2 separate regions of the Sus scrofa genome follow, and region 1 is linked to region 2. Evidence: chromatin contacts called from public HiChIP or PLAC-seq data. All regions are on one chromosome and are shown on one strand. Each heading gives the region's core, a stretch centred on a gene start, on an enhancer-like site or on the middle of the called end of the contact. The rest is flanking DNA. Distances are from core to core; before and after follow the strand shown.

Region 1 (3,068 bases), core at 522-3,021, 44 kb after region 2:
CATTCAGGAAAAAGACTCCCCACTCCTTTGCCCCCTCCTCCCCAACTAGACCACCAAACACACAAAAGGAACATGCCTCTTGGGGCACTGACTGAAGGTGTCCCCCTCACATACACAGGTCCTTTTCTGTCCTCATGCTGCTCCCAGAGAGACTGAGAGGGAAACTTTCTCCCTTCTCCTACTGGACCCAGGCACCCTACCCCATCTTCAAGGCCAAACTCCCACCCACCTCCAGCCTGACAACCTAACATACCCACCTACTGTCAACTATTTGTAGGAAATAATAATCAAAATTTAAGACGGCGCTTTAGCTATGCTTATGTATTGTGATGGAAGATCAAGGCCATGGGATGAAATGGATGGATCTAACAGGGTACCACTATGGAGCAATTATAAAGAAAATACACACAAACATGCACACCAAGCTGGTAGGAGGAGGAATGATGGGGCCAGGCAGGATTCCAGCTTGGCAGGCTCTTCTCTCTCCTCCTCTCCCCCACCCTCTGCAGCAGGAGCCAGGGGTTCCCACACCCGGATATTCCAGGATCCTCAGGCTCTACTAGCCCTCCCTCTGGGCCCCATGCCCCTTAAATGTCAGCCTCAGCAGGCACTTTAAGTGTGTGCCCAGCCCAGCCCAGCTTGGCCTGGGTCACATGATTTTCAAGGAAGCTTTCAGGCTGGCAGCTTCCCTTGGGGATTGTGTGTTTGGCAGGGGGTGTCCAGTTGTGGGGTATGGGCCTCCCAGAGAACAGGGCATGTGGAGGGGCAAGGATCCAAACCAGGAACACCTGACTTTCAAAAGAAAGCCAATTCCTGCCTGGGACAGGACAGGAGGAGGTTCTGCTGATAATTCAAGAACCAAGAGTCCTGGAGATGGGTATAAACCATGCTCTGAGGCCCTCTGAAGACTACCTCTCCTGTCACATGGCCCCTCTCTTTCCTCCTGGCAGAGGCTCCTGCTAGAGCCTTCTTCCTCCCCAGGAAAGAACTCAGACCCAGGCTACTACTGGCAAGAACTGATGTGTTTTTGAGGAGGCAGGGATCCTAACCTAACTAAGCCCTCTCTCTGGGGTCAAGCATTGCTCCCCTCAACTCTGACAAGTCACTCTATTTCCCAGCCTGCCTGGGGCGGCCACATCCCCCCTCCCACTAGGGCGGAGATGCCAGACCCGAGGGCCCAATTATCTGCCCCACCCCCCCCAACCTCCTATCCCCGAGGAGGGCCAACCTTCCCTAGCAACAGGCAGGATAATTTGGAGGGGGGCAAGATGGCCCCCAATCAATCCCTCCTCCCAAACACGGAGTTCAGAAACAGCCTGGAGGGAGGTGTCACAGAATGTGTAAGAGGGAATAGGCAGCAAGGAAGGTGGGGGCAACCCAAACCAGCCAATCACAACTCTATGATGACCTGAGGGGGGGGTCAAAAGTCCAGACTCACTTCTGATTGGCTAACACCCTGGAATTCTGGGAATTTCAGCCCCCCAAACCCATCCCCAATTAGCCTCCCCCCAAAAAAACACACACAACCTATCCCCAGCACCTCTTCCCCGTGCCTCTGGGCTGCTGCGCATTTACACAGTTGAGGAAAACCCTCCCCTCACCGAGGCCCCACACACCCCACACAGCCCCCGGCCACCGCCATGCCATCGACGCCCCCCCCCCCACAAGTTCTCGCCAAACAAGGGGTGAGGGATCGGCTGGGAAGGTTCGGGAGGGAGGGGCCGGGCGGCCGCGCGCCCCACTCACCAGGACAGGCACAGCCCACTGACATCTTCACATCGCCCGCCGCTGGGGGCCCAGCCGAGTCACGGTGCCCGCCCCGCACAGGGACAGGCCGGGCATGAGCCGCCGCCGCCGCCCGCGGCCCTCGCTGCCCTCGCGGCCGGCCCGGCCCGGCCTCGGCCCGGTGCGGGCGTCCCCTGGCTGCAGCTAGGGGCCTGTCAGGCACAGAGCAGACAGGAAGGAAATCAGGCAGGAAGGCGAACTGCCTCTGCGTGTGTGCGCGCGGGTGTGCGTCCCCGGAGTGTGTGTCCGTGTGTGCGCGTGTGCGTGTGCGTGTCTGTGCGCTCCCGCCGCCCTTCCTGCCGCCGCCGCCGCTCGCCCCCCTCTCGCTCTCGCGCTCCCTCTCGTTCTCCCTCTAGCTCTCGTAGGCGCCCGCTCTCCAGCCCCCGTTGGGCTGGGCCGGGCTTTATTAATATGCTAATTGCCTGCTAGTGGGAGGGGAGAGCCATGTCAAAGTGACCCAGGCGGGCGCGCTGCAAGCGGCGACGTGCGTGCGCCGCGCGGCGGGCGGGCGGCGAGAGGCCGGCAGCGTTCTGGGCTCGGCATGCATGTGACGCAGCTTTTATAAAAGGAGACCGAGGCAGCGACCCCGAGGCGGAGAGGGCGGGCGAGGGGGGAGGAAAGGAGGCGAAGCCTCACGCAGTGTGTCTGTCCTCCGGCCGCCGCCGAGTTGGGAGCGTGGAGGAGCCGGAGCGGGAGCCGGGGCTAGGGAAGGCGGAGCCAGGGTGAGCTGTGAGGTGTAGCTCTCTCTCCACCCCCGGCCGCGCTCAGGGAGGGAAACCGGACTGCCGACCCCCAGCCCCTGCTCTCTGCTGAAAGCCGAATACTTATTCTGGAGGCCCCTGGTTCTACGCCCCTGTCCCTACCTGGGTGGGGAAAGCAGCGCTACCTTAATTCTTGTAGCCACCCTTGGCGCATCTCCCCTCTAAATTAACTGCCCCTCCCTTGCCTGCTAAACCAGTTGGGACTGCAGCTAAAAGGGTTAATTAGGCGAGATCCCGCCTAAGAGCCTGAGAAATGCGTTTTGCAGGCGGCGGGGGGTTGGGGGGAGCAGAATGACCGCCAGGTTGGGCTGGGGAGGGGGGACTCCGCAGGCCATCCTTCCTCCGAGCAGACTCTGACTCATCAGTCAAGACGCTCTCCTCCCTCCCCCTTTTTCCATCCAGTCTTGGCCTCCCTCTCCCGGCCTCCCCCCTCCTCTGGAAGCTGCTTTCCTTGAGGGCCTCGAAGACTGGGGAGAACAGGAAATATACCCCTCCAGTGCCCCTTACGCCTGGGGTCTGGGG
Region 2 (3,134 bases), core at 118-2,617:
CACATGAGGCTCGGATACTGCCTTGCTGTGGCTGCGGTGTAGGCCAGCAGCTGTAGCTGACCCCTAGCCTGGGAACTTCCATATACCGCAGGTGAGGCCCTAAAAAAAATATAAGAATAAGAATAAAGAGGAAAATTAGAGGAGAAAGATGCTGCAGAAACCACAGGAGAGTCTTTCAATAGGAAGTTGTCAAATATCTCAAAGAGAAAAGGATATCAAAATGCCTTGAAAACTTCAGGAAAATCTACTTCAGATAAGCAGTGGTTTGGGAAATGCATGGAAGGAGAGAAGTTAGAGGCGACCAATGCTAGGTCTTTGCAAGACATTTGACTTTGAAAGGGAAAAAAGGGCATAATAGTGATAAAGGTTGGGGGAGAAGAGGATGAAAGAGTGACTTCCAAGACAGGAGAGATTGGAGAGTGTTTCCATGCTGAGAGCAAAAGGACAGAATGAGCCTGATGAAACAGGAAAGGATGCAGTTCTCAGAGAAGTTACGTGAGAGGGAGAGGCAAGGCTCATGACAGAAGGACTGGTCGTGGAGGGTGGAATACCACGGCACCCGAGAAAGAAGCCTGGGGTAGAAAGGACTCCTGCACGTCAATTTGTAGGTGTTGCTGGAGAGATTACACACAGACTCAGTGTCATTAAAGTATGCTGTAATTTTGTTTTCTAGCAAAATGTTATAGTTTGGGTGAACTGTTGACAAAGTGGTTTGGTGCGTTGGCGCTGGACCCAGATTGCCTGTAGTTGAAATTCCACTCTACCTCTATGGCTTAATAGCTGTGTGATCTGAGTCCATTTACTTTCTCTCTCTGTGCTTCGTTTTTCTTATCTGCAAAATGGGGGAGGGAGTCACACAATAAGTGCTATGGAAGTCCTAGCTATTATTTTTTTCAACTAGATTGTCATCTCCATGAAGTTGAGGTTTTCCCTTTTGTTCAGGGTTGTCTACTCAGAGCCTGGCATTTAATAGGTGCTTCATAAGAATTTCATGAATAAACTGGGGTGATAGTGGAAGGAAGGGAACCCTTGGGAGCTGGATGCTGAGCGGGCTGGAATCTCGATTCCTGAGTCAGACTCTGGGCCACTCCGCGGCTTCCCGGGGCCTAGGGCAGCGGGGCGACACCCCGGATCTCAGATCGCCCCGAGGGCTGGCAAGGTCGGAGGCGCTGAGACTTTGTGTGCCCGGAAGGCTCCACCCCCAGAGGGGCTCCCGCGACTCCGCCCCTAGTGGGCGGTGTTGCGCCCGCGGGGCGTAAACAAGGGCACGTCCCTTAGCTCGCCTGGAGGCGCAAGGCTGGGCGTGGCCGACTCTGAGCCGGGCCTTGGCTCATCCACCAGGGACGGAAGTCAGCCCAGCTCTCGACCTCCCGCGGGAACCCGGGACTAAGAGCCGGGCCTCGCCCCGCGGGGTGGCAGGCCTGGGCGTGTTTCTGAGCGGCGGCACCATGAAGCGTGTGGGGACTCTGCGCCTGCTCTCGGAGCTAAGCAACTTCAGCGGCGCGGCCCGGCTCCGGGAGTTGCTGGCCGCCGACGCAACCGTCCGAGTCCGTTGCAGCCCGGACGGCCGCCACCTGCTGTTGCTGCGACCCCCGGGGGCGCCGGCCCCGCAGCTATTGGTTGCGGTGCGTGGACCCGGCACGGAGCTGGAACGTGCCTGGCCCGCTGGCCAGCCCTCACCAATAGACGCCTTCTTCCTGCAGTGGCCGTCTCGACCAGCGCTGGTTCTGGTGTGGGAGAGTGGCCTAGCCGAGGTGTGGAGCGCCGGGGTGGGCCCTGGCTGGCGGCTGTTGCAGAGCACTGAGCTGTGTCCCAGCGGTGGAGCCCGTGTGGTGGCCGTGGCGGCGCCCAGGGGCCGCCTGGTGTGGTGTGAGGAGCGTGAGGCCGGTGCTAAGGGAGGGGTAGAACCTCCCCCAGTGGCTTTCAGCCACTCTGTGTGTGTCCGCACCCTGGAACCCAGCGGGGAGGCTGGCACCAATCTGGGCCGCACGCATGTCCTGCTGAACCACTGCCCGCCTTTTGGGCTGCTGGCCTCCCGCAAGGACCTCTTCCTGGTGCCCACTGCCACCACCTGGCCTGGCGTGGGCCACGTTCTACTCATCTGGAGGCCAGGCAAGGGCACTGTGGTGGTAGCTGCCCCATGTCTTGGCCTCTCCCACAGTAAAAGCTTGAATCCTGGACGAGGGGACACATGGGACTTCAGGACCCTGCTCCGAGGCCTTCCTGGGCTGCTGTCCCCCAGGCAGTCACTGACTGTACATACCTGGGCCCCAGCTCCCCAGGGCCTGCTATGGCTTGACTTCAGCGGCGCCGTGAGCCTGGTGCAGCCACACGGTGGTACCCGGGCTGTTGGCACCCTGCAGGAGGCACCTACTGGCCTGGCAGGATCTGCAGCACTGGGCACATTTCAAGGCACTGTGGCGTGTGCACTGGGCTCCACATTGGAACTGCTGGACATGGGCAGCGGGCAGCTGCTGGAGAGGAAGATCCTAAGTACAGACCGAGTATATTTGCTGGAACCCCCAGCCCCTGGCATGGAGGATGAGGAAGAGCTGGAGACCCGAGGTGGTCTTCGTTTGCTTTCAGCCTTGGGTCTCTTTCGAGTAAGCTGGAAGCCCCACAGGGGCTTGAGCTGCCTTCGGCTGAAGGTCTGGTGTTTGAGGAAGCCTGTGAGTACTACCAGCGGCGGAGCCTGCGGGGTGCCCAGCTCACCCCAGAGGAGCTGAGACACAGTAGCACATTCCGGGCACCTCAGGCCCTGGCCTCCATCCTCCAGGGCCACGTGTCCCCATCTACACTGTTGACCACACTGAGGGCTGAGCTTCGGGATTACCGGGGCTTGGAGCAGCTCAAAGCCCAGCTGGTGGCTGGGGATGAGGAGGAGGCTGGCTGGACTGAGCTAGCAGAGCACGAAGTGGCACGGCTGCTGAAGACTGAGCTGGTGGGAGACCAGTTGGCCCAACTCAACACCATTTTCCAAGCCCTCCCTACAGCGGCCTGGGGTGCCATCCTTAGGGCCCTGCAGCTCCAGCCAGATGAGAATGGCAGGCTGAGGTCCCAAGCTCCCCCTGATGTGTGGAAGAAAGTACTAGGGGGTACAGCAGCTGGGAAGGAACCACCCAATGGGATACTAC

What was found. HiChIP or PLAC-seq counts read pairs in DNA pulled down with a chosen protein or histone mark.
Region 1: an H3K27ac HiChIP or PLAC-seq map of skeletal muscle shows a contact between it and region 2. The contact joins the promoter of LDB1 here to the promoter of HPS6 in region 2. A contact is called at or near these places in 1 of 5 promoter capture datasets (liver), 5 of 47 Hi-C or Micro-C datasets (embryonic fibroblasts, epiblast stem cells, heart right ventricle and 2 more) and 2 of 2 datasets of contacts at active chromatin or transcription factors (alveolar macrophages and skeletal muscle).

Annotation. Positions count from the first base shown.
Region 1 is chr14:113,124,684-113,127,751 of Sscrofa11.1, forward strand. It overlaps LDB1 (LIM domain binding 1), which reads right to left and starts at 1,772. Exons shown (of 11, transcript NM_001078685.1): 1 at 1,747-1,772.
Region 2 is chr14:113,080,614-113,083,747 of Sscrofa11.1, forward strand. HPS6 (HPS6, biogenesis of lysosomal organelles complex 2 subunit 3) reads left to right here and starts at 1,368. Exons shown (of 2, transcript NM_001098590.1): 1 at 1,368-2,608; 2 at 2,611-3,134. The coding sequence starts at 1,449.